3 separate regions of the Danio rerio genome follow, and all the other regions are linked to region 1. A link is a contact called in public HiCAR-type and HiChIP or PLAC-seq data. All regions are on one chromosome and are shown on one strand. Each heading gives the region's core, a stretch centred on a gene start, on an enhancer-like site or on the middle of the called end of the contact. The rest is flanking DNA. Distances are from core to core; before and after follow the strand shown.

The links. HiCAR-type assays count read pairs that join an accessible place to other places. HiChIP or PLAC-seq counts read pairs in DNA pulled down with a chosen protein or histone mark.
Region 2: a contact with region 1 is called in a HiCAR-type map of caudal fin, with 7 times the contacts expected there. The contact joins the enhancer-like site here to the promoter of kctd15a in region 1. A contact is called at or near these places in 8 of 18 Hi-C or Micro-C datasets (caudal fin, embryo, hematopoietic stem cells and 1 more) and 3 of 4 datasets of contacts at active chromatin or transcription factors (caudal fin, embryo and gastrula embryo).
Region 3: a contact with region 1 is called in an H3K4me3 HiChIP or PLAC-seq map of gastrula embryo, with 6 times the contacts expected there. The contact joins the promoter of si:dkey-219c3.2 here to the promoter of kctd15a in region 1. A contact is called at or near these places in 3 of 4 datasets of contacts at active chromatin or transcription factors (caudal fin, embryo and gastrula embryo).

The regions. Positions count from the first base shown.
Region 1 is chr25:21,632,587-21,636,904 of GRCz12tu, reverse strand. It overlaps kctd15a (potassium channel tetramerization domain containing 15a), which reads left to right and starts at 2,606. Exons shown (of 5, transcript NM_001006012.2): 1 at 2,606-3,074. The coding sequence starts at 3,063.
Region 2 is chr25:21,541,878-21,546,294 of GRCz12tu, reverse strand. It overlaps si:dkey-219c3.2, which reads right to left. Exons shown (of 14, transcript XM_017354184.4): 7 at 3,155-3,230; 8 at 2,912-3,017; 9 at 1,478-1,647. Among named protein-coding and RNA genes, the nearest start is that of si:dkey-219c3.2, 20 kb to the right of the region's middle. Within about 2 kb of position 1,289, at least 1 of the 62 cell types and tissues checked has an H3K27ac peak or open chromatin away from gene starts, as enhancers often do. A contact at or near this core is called in caudal fin, where this site is marked.
Region 3 is chr25:21,522,691-21,526,780 of GRCz12tu, reverse strand. si:dkey-219c3.2 reads right to left here and starts at 2,546. Exons shown (of 14, transcript XM_017354184.4): 1 at 1,364-2,546. The coding sequence starts at 2,522.

The DNA.
Region 1 (4,318 bases), core at 1,357-3,856:
GAGAGAGAGCGCATGCTAAAGAAAATATGTATTATTTACGCCTTTATGAATGTTACACGAGTCTTACAAATGTCTTTTCTTGTGAAAATGGTGTAATAATTTGCCATATTAGACTATATACATAAAATATTATAACTATCATAATTTAAACACTATTAGTGGTTATAAATGAAGAATGTTAATATTAATGTCACTGAGGCGAAATTAGTTCACGTGAATTGAGAAAGTTTTCGATTTGGTTTTATTCAGGTCGTTTTAGTTTCTCTGTCTTCGGGCTGTTTTGTTAAACTCGACTGTAAGACCAGGGATGGTAAGTGTTACTCGGATATATAGTTTGTTGGCATGATGCACATCATTGGGATAACCATTACTCCCCTCATCTCTCTGTAAATTAAGGAAATGAAGTGCGGGCGCTCGAGGCAACATTCTAAGCTATTTAAATCTTTAAATTTACATCTTCCTCCAGCGTCAAGTAATTGAACTAACTCCGGGCTTGTTCCTTTAATTGAACAAAAATATCTTGTCTTCCTGCTGCTCGTCTGATGTGGGAAACTAATTTGAGCCAAAGGCGAGAGAAAAAAATCGGTTGTTAAGTCCAAATAGTTTGCAACATATCCCTGTATACAAACAGATTTGCTTTACTGTGTTTTCACTCGAGAATGTGGGCTATTATGTTAAAGGTGATAACATTCGATTCGTGCTATGCGTTTAAGGTAGTCGCGAAATATTAAATTTGACAGAAAAAAACTCTTCTTAGATTTGTTAGCATCTTTTTAATTCGATGTTCAGGTTTCATTTTAATATATTTCTTTTTAAAATCAAATTATTCATCTCATCTTAAACATAGGCACAGATAGACTAGTTCAAACGTTTAAGACGTCTTAAGGTCTCAGGAAGAACAAGACATTTCATGTGATCTCAAGTGTTTCAAAGAACCATTTTTATGTACTGTATGAACATTTTCATAATCTGAAGAATCCATTATAACCTTTCCACACTGTAAAAATGCTGGGTTCCTCACAATCGATTTGTGTCGGGGCAACATAAGGGAACTGAGTTAATTTATTCTTTTTTAACAAATGTTAGTGGATTAAACATAAAACAATTAAGTTGTCCCAAAAACAAAACTCAAGAATTGAGCTCATTTTAAATTAATTGTTTGAACAAACAGCAAACATTATATTTTTTTTAAGTAAAGAATCTTGTAGAATAAAAAGGGCCCATATTAAATGTTCTTCATGAACATTAATGCTATATCTTTAATTTTAAAAAGTCAGTTTTAGGAACCGTTTTGTTATCACTAAAAAAACATATTTTTACTAGTTGTTCAAATTACTTTTTGAAATGAGCTTAATCAAAAATTCTTAAGCCTTTTTGGGACAATTTAATTGTTTTACGTAAAACTAACTTAAATTTGCAAAAACAATGATGTTAACTTATTCGACTTTTGTTGGGACAACAGGAAGGAATTGTGTGGAAGCCTGCATCTTTTTACAGTGTTTTCCCCTGTTTTTTACTTTTAACCATTATCCTGTTATACATTAACTCATTGCAAATTAAATAATAAACTAAATTTTAAAAAAGGCCAAAAAATAATAACGGTTGTGGTAGGTTTGGTCACTGGTTGGCGCCAGATGTCAAGGTAGAGAATAAACATTTCCAGAGGGACAACATTGCAAGTGTCAAATGTGTTGAAATATGAATTCTGGTGTCCTTGAAGCATTTATATGATATCAAACAAGAACAAGAACGCACATAAAAGCGACTTTTAGGTCATGAAACGTTTATTTAAATTATAGCCTATATAGTTCTCAAACTGAATTCGTGGAGGGCCGCACATCTGAAGTTTAGCTCCAACTCTAATTAAACACACCTGATCCAATTAATCAAGACTCTTTTGAACACATTGATTAATTGGATCAGGTGTGTTTTATTAGATTTGGAGCAAAACAGAGCTACGGCTCTCCAGGAATTCAGTTTGAGACCCATGATTTAAATGTGTAGTTATCTCATTTGACTTTAAATGTCCCACAAACATTAAAGCTTGTATTTTTTTATTTTTATTTTACTGTTTCTAAAACTGTTGTATTTTTTTAGCCTATTTCAATTTACCTTTTTCTAAGCGTCGACATAAACCTATATTCATACAGAACTCTGAATATATTCGTTGTGGAAATGCTGTAAACCCGTTTGTAGGCTGCGTTCACTTTGGTCACTGGTTGGCGCCAGATGTTAAGGCACAGGGCATTTCCAAGAGATGGAGAGTAGTATTAAAAGGGTCTAAAACTGTCAAATATGCTTTTTGTTAAAGCCTTTCCTTTTCAGCACAATGCGCCCGTCTTTCCACCTGAAATCTGTGTGCCATCGAGGCAGACATCTCTATCTAGCCGCGCGCAAAAATTGAAATGGCGCGTTTGGCCCGAGGCGGTTGTGTGGGCGCCTTTGCAGAGGCACAATGCATATCGATATACGTCATTTAGTTTTCATGGCCAGCAGAACATTATTAGGGCGCCGAGAGACACGTTTGGAAGCAAATTAATTCTTCCATTAAAATAGAAACATCAATCAAAAAAGACGTTCGTAGTTAGAAAATACAGTAGGCTATATTTTGTGGGTAAAGTGGTTTAATACAACAGCCTTCTTCTTTTTCCCACTGAAGGTTAGCCAAAGACATGCACACAGGTAAACCGTTATCCTCACACGCGCGCGCGCTCATCATATCTTTGTTCAGACGATGAATAAATAAATGACGATAAATGCGACGAAAAGACACACATACGCATCCTCCCAAATGCGAATAGCAAGATCAAATGTTGTTCTTGTAACTCGCCCCAGCTCAGGCAGGGTTGAGCTAATTGTAGCCTAATCCTGCCCCGGGGCGTTTGGAGAGCCTTGAGCAAGAATTCTTGTTCAGCTGTCCTCTGTTATTCGGGCTGGAACGCTGTGCCTTCAACGCACTCTCACGCTTCAACAAAAAAGGAGCAAGAAAGAAAAAAAGCGAGGCTAAGACACGCCACCATCGATCTCATGTTTTAAAGAGGGCTGAAGATACATTTACAGCTATGTCTTCCAAGGTAAGGACGCAGCCTTGACTGACTCCCCTGTGTAGCTTTTGTGGAAAGTGTCTATAGCAGTCTGTGTTTTAGGCGAGTTTTTAAAGCCACAGCGACCTATATAGCGCTGCGTTCGCACCGGCGTTAGATTTCCGCTGGATTCCGAACGGATTCTGTACGAAGAGCTCTTGGAGAAAATATTACCAAAAGTTCTTTCTAGAGGACGAGCAAGCTTCATCGGAGAATCCTCCTCAGATTGCGTCGGACATCCTAAAATGTTTGAAACGGTACGGTACAGATTCTGTCAAATTCTCGAGTCTTTTCTCTTTATTGCATTCGTTCTCAGTGTGTCGTGCTTTTGCAGTTTTAGATCAGGGAGGGCTGATTTGGGTATACAATGAGAGGTCAGAGCACTACTGTATGCCCATTGCGTACAGGAAGTGCGGTACATAGAGTTGTAGGGCTATTTTACGCACTCCTGAGACCTGGCGCAGTTATCATCAACTATTATTTCGGACTTTGATGAGATCTTACTTTGCACTCGCTCGTAGCGGCAGATTCCTTTTCACTACAAACATCAATAGTTAGCTTTTCAAGTCATGACATGATGTTCATACTATTGAAGCGTTATATATATATATATATATATATATATATATATATATATATATATATATATATATATATATATATATATATATATATATATATATATATATATATAACATTAGACATTACTCACTAAAAATGCAGTTCGTATTTTAGTCAGTTGTTGATTCAACCCTTTCTGAAAATGTCTGTTCATTGAATGAAGCATTTGGTGTTTGACTGATTCCAAGTTATGAGGCTTTTGAGTGACTCATTGAATGATTCGGCTCCCAGGAGTCGTTACTTCGTTTTTCTAAACTGCTACTGCTTTTGAAATATGGGTTTCTTATTACTGTGGCGCAGTATAGTCTTATAGGAACGAATGGATAAGGACAAATTAAAACATATAGCCTTGTAAAAGTTGTAAACAATTTTATAATTAATATAATGTCTTTAGCCGTGACTCTGAAGATTAATTGATGTTTTTTAGTAACAAAAATGTAAATTTTATATATTAATTCTATTATTCAATTTCACTTAAACTAACCATAATAACCTGCAGTTCATTGACTGAGATGTTGATTCAAACCGTTCTTGACAAATTCAGCGTTCATTCATTGAATAATTTGACACGTTGATTCTAAGTTATGAATCTTTTGTGTGATTCGTTAAAAGAA
Region 2 (4,417 bases), core at 40-2,539, 89 kb after region 1:
GCAGGTCTTGGTACGCTTATTTGGTCCGCTTTTGGTACTTGAGTACGATTGCTGCATTCACACCTGCCCAAACGAACCGCAACAAAAGGGAAAACGAACTCTAGTGCGACTCAATCGAACTAAATAAGGCAGGTGTAAAAACCATTACACCTCTTTTGTATTTTTCACTTTTTTGAAGAGAGGTCTGGATGCAGACCTGGTGTAGTTGGCCTGATTGCAATGCTTTTTAATGCACGCACCTAACCCTACCCTTTACAGTAATGTCACTCGCTCCATTGAGCGTATTGTGTCTGACATTAAGATCTCTAAGATATGCAACCTCAGCTATCATCATCATGGCTCCATCTAGATACTATTGGGCCTACCTTTTGTTGCATTTTGTACAAAAATGCACTTCTATTATATTAGTGGTTTTGCCACATATGCATTGTATAAATGTGTTTTGAATGCAAATGCCACTTTATTTAAAGAAAAATAAGTAGTGTTGACTAGTGAAGCATGGATGTTTATTAAAACAAGTTATGTAATATCATTCTTCAGTTCTGGACCTTTGACCTTAATAAAAATTCAGATTTGGAAACTTTAATGTAGACATTGAGAACACCTGATTTAGGGATTTGATAAGTGTTTAGCTTTTTTTTGCTAATTTTAAAAAAAGGTAGGTTTGTTATTAAAATGTCTTTTTTTTAATAAACCTAAAGACTATGTTTGACTTAAATGTAAACAATTGAAAGTTTAATTTACACTGCCTAAGCATTGAATTTTAAGGATTAAGTAATACAGAGTCAAGAAATTAAACTACTTATTGCGAAATTTAATCAGTTTTTCTTTTCTATGATATAATTAGTAATTAATATCTTTGTTAAAGTAACTTATCCAACATTGATTTGCGGGATCAAATCATCATATAAAACTTAATTCCAATGGATCACGAGACACTGTGTTCTGTCATGTGACTGAATTACTGAAATAATATTTAAACTACAATTTAAAATACATTTACGTTATTTATACACACAGTTACTTTTTTCTTTATATGCATGCGAAGAAATTACCTTAATTATACAGCGTTTCTTAAGCTGTCATACAAAGTGTTAATGTGCAGATTCCTTTAGTAATCTATTCATACTTTCAAATATTAGCTCTCTGTGTGGCATTTAAATCAAGCAGCCGAATCCTGATGCTTATAAAAAGAAATGACACATGTTTCCTGTCTCATCGGGCCAGCTTTCATCAGCTTTTTGTTTAAATCCATTCATAATCCCACACCCATTTGAAAGATCCGCCCTCAAACAACGTCAGTCAACACTGATACAGTAATTAGACAGAATATTAACTGCCCACACAGTGGCGGTGCAGCTTAAACCTCTTTATGACTGTAAACCTGCCAGGAGAAACTGATCCTGACAATCACATTGCCAGACTGCCGCTACGGTATGTGTGAAAGGGTGTTGTGGTGGCTTAAAATATTTGGTACCGGTTTCGAGGAGTCGTTTGTGGAGCAGGCTGGCAGGAAGGAAGGCCTCATCCTTACAGGAGCGGATTTGGGTGCCCACCAGCTCTGAACCCGTGGCCAAGATACGGGCGTTTTCCTCGTTCAGGTTTACACCAGCCATGGATGCCACGTCATTGATGTCGTCATCATCCCTGTGGATATAACCCAAGGAAACAGAAGATGGGTTTTTCCATGCATTAAACAGGTATATTATCATAACATATTTAAATCTAACAATTTTAAATATTTTTGTCAAATATTTTTATCAAATATTATCAATTTATGATTCTATTATTAAGCTGGGAATTATATATGTATAAAAATGAAATAAATATATAGTAATTTTTTATCATAATATTTTTAATTTAAAGCTTTGGAATTACATTTTTAAGATGTATTTGTATGCTGAAGCATATTACTACATACACAGTTGTATGGTAAAATCTTTGTATATTTGAAATAGTTGTCCTTTTTTCCCAATTTCAAAATTTTTTTATGTATGTAGTAATGCTACTGCATAAAATACCTACCCAAAAATATAGTACCGTTAATGACTGTATATTCTAAATATTTGTCATGTTTTCAATTTTAAGAATCAACATTAATAAAGAAAAAAATCTTAACACTTTATTTTACAAATAAGTACTGTCACATATTTATACACAGAAAACAAAACCTTTATTTTGTACTAAAAAATAATTAAATTTAAACAGTTTTCATAATACTTTTTTATTAAATTTTATTACAATTTTATGATACAATTTATAATAATAATAATAATAATTAATATTAGAGTGATTTCTGAAGGATCATGTGACTGAAGACTGGAGTAATGAAACTGAAAATCCCATTAAAACCACTGGAATAAATTATTAAAATAAATTATAAACTAATTTTGAATAGTTATTTTATAGTGCAATAACATTTCACAATTTAGCTATTTATTTTGAATAAAATAAATGCAGCCTTGGTGAGCAGGATAAGCTTTAAAACATTTTAAAAAAATCACTGTGTGTGTATATATATATATATATATATATATATATATATATATATATATATATATATATATATATATATATATATATGATATAAAAATTTATAAGATATATATAAAATGTGACAATACTTTATTATTTGTATAAATGAATAAATAAACATTCATAAATAAATACAATTAAATATATACACACATTTTAGTAAAATATTAACAACAAAAAAACTAAATGTATAATGAATTTCAGAAATCTTTCACTATTTAATTTCTTTATCATAATAATAATAATAAACAGTGACAAACTTGACTTCATTCCATCACACCCATTCTCACATCCTCATATTCAGCTCCCAAATGTCAAGAAACAAGCAGCAAATCTAGAGAAATGCTGCCACCTACTGGACTATTAGAAAAGCTACCTGAAAGTCCCGCCTCCGGGGTCATTGAGCTTCTGTTTCTGATTGGCCGAGGCATGAATGGCCACACCCATGGGGCTCCTCACTTGCAAGGGTGTCCCAATAGCACCTGCAATAAAACTTGCAATTATACTGCGGTACCTTCACTGGACTCTTGCATGAGAAAAGGAGCACTTAAGCCTCCATAACTTTCCTTTAGTGGGTTTAAAATGGACTCTAAGCTCATTAAGTCTCTCAATAGCTTACCTTGAGCACGAACTGTCTGTGTAATCACCACCGGCATCCGTGTCGGAGTTGTCTGAACTCCAGGCCTCTTGACAGCCTGGGGACACAGAGGATATGAAAAATGGTAGACAAGTGCTGGCTGACTTTTGTGGGACTTTTGATGATTTTTATTAAGTTTGTAAATGTGCTCTGAAAAGTTTTTTATCAAATAAATGATTTTATGATTTTATTTAAACAGTCTTTGCTAATAAAGCTTAGATAAACTTATATTTCCATTTAAAAAATCCTAAAATACAGATTATATTCATGCAATTTTTAATAAATCAAACAACAAAATTGCTGACAAAAAATTTAAATAAGTCTACAAATGTTAATCAGTGGTACACAAAAATGTTACTTTAACTCTTCTACAGTTTAGAAATGTATTACAATGTATTCTGGTCAAGTCTGAATCACCATCATTTGAGGTTCTTTTTTACTTCCATGGCTTAAATTTATTATTGCGTGAATAGAGATGTTTTTATTAAAAGTAATACAATTTGAATGAGCTTTTATGCTTTTTATTTCATTTTATTTGACTGTAAAGTTTAAATAATACATTTTAATGGCTTTTGTTTGCTATTTTTAATGTGCCTGGATTTATTTTTATTGTAAAGTTAAACTAAATGGAAATTAGCAGCAACTAGCTAAAATAACATCTTGCATTTTGTTACATAGTACAAATCCTAAAATTCTAAGGCAAAATTATTATCCCTTCTGTAAATTGCAATTATTTAAATTAAAAATATTTCCCAATTACTGTTTAACAGAGCAAGGAATTTTTCACAGTATGCCTGATAATATTTTTTCTCCTGGAAAAAACCTTATTTCTTTTATTTCGGCTAGAATAAAAGCAGTTTTAAATTTTTTAAACACCATTTTAATGACAAAATTATTAGCCCCTTTAAGCAAATTTTTCTGACCGTCTACAGAACAAACCACTGTTAAACAATAACTTGCCTAATTACCCTAACCTGCCTAGTTCACCTAATTAACCTAGTTAAGCCTTTAAGCTGTATAAAAGGGTCTTGGAAAAAATCTAGTCAAATATTATTTAGTCAGTTATTAGAAATGAGTTATTAAAACTATTATGTTTAGAAATGTGTTGAAAAAAATTTCTCTGTTAAACAGAAATTAGGGAAAAAATAAACGGGGTCTAATAAATCAGGGGGGCTAATAATTCTGACCTTAACTGTATATATTTTTTCCCCCTAATTTTTATTATTTTGCTGGAGCTAAATAAAT
Region 3 (4,090 bases), core at 1,297-3,796, 110 kb after region 1:
ACAAAAATACATTAAAATAAAGATACAAATTATACCGAATGAACTTTTTTTCCCAACGAAATTAGCCTATATGAAGGTCAAAAATGTTTCATTTTGCTATTTCGTTTATCTATTTTATCCCAGTCTTATTAGGTAACAATCTAAAGTGATTTAACATTTCACTACGCGAGTCATTCTTTTTAAGAGATTATCACGGTTGTTGTAGCTACTAAATCATATTAACAGAATCAGAAATGAATCGATTAAGATGTGCATTTGAACTAAAGCTCTAAAAAATATGCAATAGCCTACCATAAAATGCGCATATTCTACAGTTTGGCAACCTTAAAGGGCTCCACATACTATTCAAATAAAATGGCTTATTGTTGCACAAACATGTGAGCATTTTAGTGACTTTTCCACATGCAACATTATTTAATGTAGATAGACCGCTAATGATGATACTGTTTACAAACTACAATGGCACCGCCAGTATTTTGAACCCATAGTATCATGATACTACTATAGTACCGGTAAACTGTGCAGCCTTACTATAAACTACTGTTTATTGCAATGAGTAAATTACAAGTTACATTATTATTAGTATCCATGTTAAAAAAATAGAACTTTTAAGTTAATCTAATATTTCCAGCCAGGTTTTAATAAACTTGCAATATTGTGAAAAAACAGAACTTTCAGTTCTTATATAAAGGCCTAAATACATGCAGTAGCTGCTTTGTTTAACCCAGGTGCACTGCGCACATGCATCTTCCTCTGTTTGTAAACACACAAGCAAACATTTGCGATCGGTTCATGGGATCTGCCAGATGAGTGAGTACGGGTCGAGTCATTAAATGTGATTATCGGCCAACACCAGTCTCTGGCAGAGCATCCCCATGTCTTTTTTTAATATATTTTCCACATTCTTTGAGTGCCTTGGATTGATTTTTGCAGTTTATTCTGATGAATCCCTCACTCAAAGAGTGCAGGCACAATATTTAAGCTACCCCTCAGCACTTTTTGTTTGATTTTGGATTTTTACAAATAACACTTTCTACCCAAGACGTTTTCTGTCAGTCACTTGGTGAAATTCTGTGAATTTGTGCAACCCATTTGTTTCATCCTTCCTATTAAAGAAAGCAGACTCTGACTGCCAAAATTTGAAAAACAGATGTTATTGTAACTTTTTTTACAACTGAAGTCAATTGGGGTCCAGAGTTGTTGTCTTGGACCCCACTGGCTTTTATTATATGCACATTTCTCTAAATACATCCCCAATGTACGCATCATACGGGTTTGGAATGACATGAGAGTAGACAAATTTCACCTTTGGGTGAACTGAACTAACCCCTTTTTGTGCATCTACTCATTCTTGAGTGGTTACCTGGTGGTATGGTGAATCCCGGTGGTAACTGAATGGTGGTTTGTTGTGGTGGTCTGACAATCAGCTGGGTCGTAGGAGCCCCCGGGCGCTGTTGGGGTGTCGCAGTTGGTGTCCCTTGAGTGGGCGTAGCAGGTCTCAACAGGGTGGTAGGCTGTCCTACAAGAGCAGTTGCTGTTGGCTTTGGAAGGGCAGAAGGGGTGCTTGCCACAGGAAGTGAGGTCACCACAGGACTGGACGACACAATTATTTGAGTGGGTGTGCTGGGGTGCAACCCTACAGGAGTCCCTGGGAGCTGGTTCGGGACGATGGCTTTAATCTGGTTTTGAGGGTCAGATTTGGGCTCAGTGTTTGTGAACGCCACAGGGGTGGGCACAAGAGCAGCCCCCTGCACGGGCAATCCTGAGACTTTAGGGTCACCTCCGTTGTGGACGACACTAGTGATGGTGTTTGGAGGCCTGTGCAGTGCTATGGTGGGATTTGCTTGACTATCTAGTGACACATTCGCATGTGGCAGTGTGCTGTTGGGCTGAGCGGGCACAAAAGCAGTATTTGTAGAAGTAGGAGCAGACATGTTGCTTTTATTACCACTACCTCCACCTGAACCAACGTCAATACCGTTCACAGAAGCAGGAGCAGAAGCGATAACAGAAGAGTTTAACGTGCTACTGCTTCCGTTCACTGGCTGTGTTCTGGCGGGAACCGTCCGGACAGCAGACGCAATGTGATTTGTGTTGGGATGAGAGTCTGTTGGTGCTGCTGCGTCACTTGAACAAGTTGATGGATTTGATGAATGATATTGCGCCCGGTTCGCGGCGGGAACCAAATTCGCAGAAGTGTTCGCGGGCAGGTTCGCGGTGGCAGGGACACAATTGGACGCCGGTATCCTGTCCGGACCGTTTTCTTGAGAGTTTCCCTCCTGGTTTCGTTCTGCTTGCCGCTGCCGCTGCTGCTGCTCCAGTGTTGTTCCTACTTGGGCGGGCAGTAATTTCCCCAAGTGTGGATTTAGCGCGTTCGAAGCTCTCCTGGCGTCGCCTTGAGGACCGACTGTCTTGTTTTGTCCACCTAATTGCGATTCTAACGAGCCTACGAGGTCACTGACGGCTTTTTCGTCCACTTCGGAATAGAGCATATCTTCCAGTGGATCGGGGACACCCGCCATCTTTGAGAGACGCTTGAGAAATGCGTACGGCGCGTGCGTTGTTTTGCTGCTGAGGCATTGTGGGAAACGTAATGACATCATGGCCAAGTTTTGCAGCTGTTGTCATAATAAGCCTGTCACTTTTAGATTTCATTTATAGAACGAATAAATAAGTTTAAAAAAAATAAATAAATATATATATATATATAATATATATATATATATATATATATATATATATATATATATAAACGCTTTTTGAATGTTTTGATCTATACAATCAATTTGATGTCAAACTAAATTAGATATTGCCACTGTGTTACATATAATATTTTCTTGTTGTAATTATGATATAGAATGTAATTATTTACTAAGTTTTATATTTTATCAATATAATTTCTATTTTTATAATTTCTGTTCTCATATATTTCTACTGTCTATTCATTCATTAATCTTTCTTTGGCTTAGTCCTTTATTTATCAAAGGAATGAACCATTAACTATTCCCAAATGTTTTACACACAGATGCCCTTCCAGCTGCAACCCATTAATGGGAAACACCCATACACCCATTCACACACACTTTAGTTCACGGATCACATGAGACTGTAGGGGAAACCAGAGCACCTGGAGGAAACACATGCCAACACGGGGTAAACATGCAAAGTCCACACAGAAATGCCAACTGACCCAACCAGGACTCGAAACTGCGAACTTCTTGGTCTGAGGCGACAGTGCTGCACAGCTACTTTCTATATAACAATACCACTTTTTTTTTCTCTGAATATTTTTAAAAAACAAATCTTAACTGTGAAATGTTATTGCAAATTGTGAATGTATAATGATTTAATCAATAATTTATTGTTTTAATTTTTTTTTGTATGAAATCATGCTACCATATGTACCTATAGCCAGGACCAGACAGAATCTGGGGACATTTTTCACTATTTCTGCGTAGAATTGTGTAAAAAAAAAAAAAAGTCTGCAGAATTATGCAGAATGATTTTGGGAGTATCATAACTAAAAACTTAAAATATGAAATAAAAAATAATACCTGTTTAAGTTTACAATGCAAATCCAATTAGATCCACTTATTTGGATAATAAAGCAAATGTCTCACAATATATCATATATAAAATTTTCATATTAATCAATAATGTTACCAATAATTATTTAAAAATTGAATAAATATAAACGTTTACACATTTACACTAGTAAATAAATAGACTCAATGATGGGCTAAATATCTGTGGAAATCTATTGCTAATTAATTAAATGTATCTTATTCTCTGAGTTTTGTGTGTGGATCTGATCCTTTGTTCTTCATCTTAAAATATACTGTGTTAAAATATACCATTGTAATGTAATTAAATATTTTTATCTAAATTAAAACACAAATTTCTATGCATACATTTATAGAGTTGTATGTAAATAATCCTATTTTTGGTTTTAGTCACACAAATTTGTAACATCATAAAAGTGTAACATGTTATAACAATATAATTCATTCATTCATTTTCTTGTCGGCTTAGTCCCTTTATTAATTTGGAGTCCCCACAGCGGAATGAACCGCCAACTTATCCAGCAAGT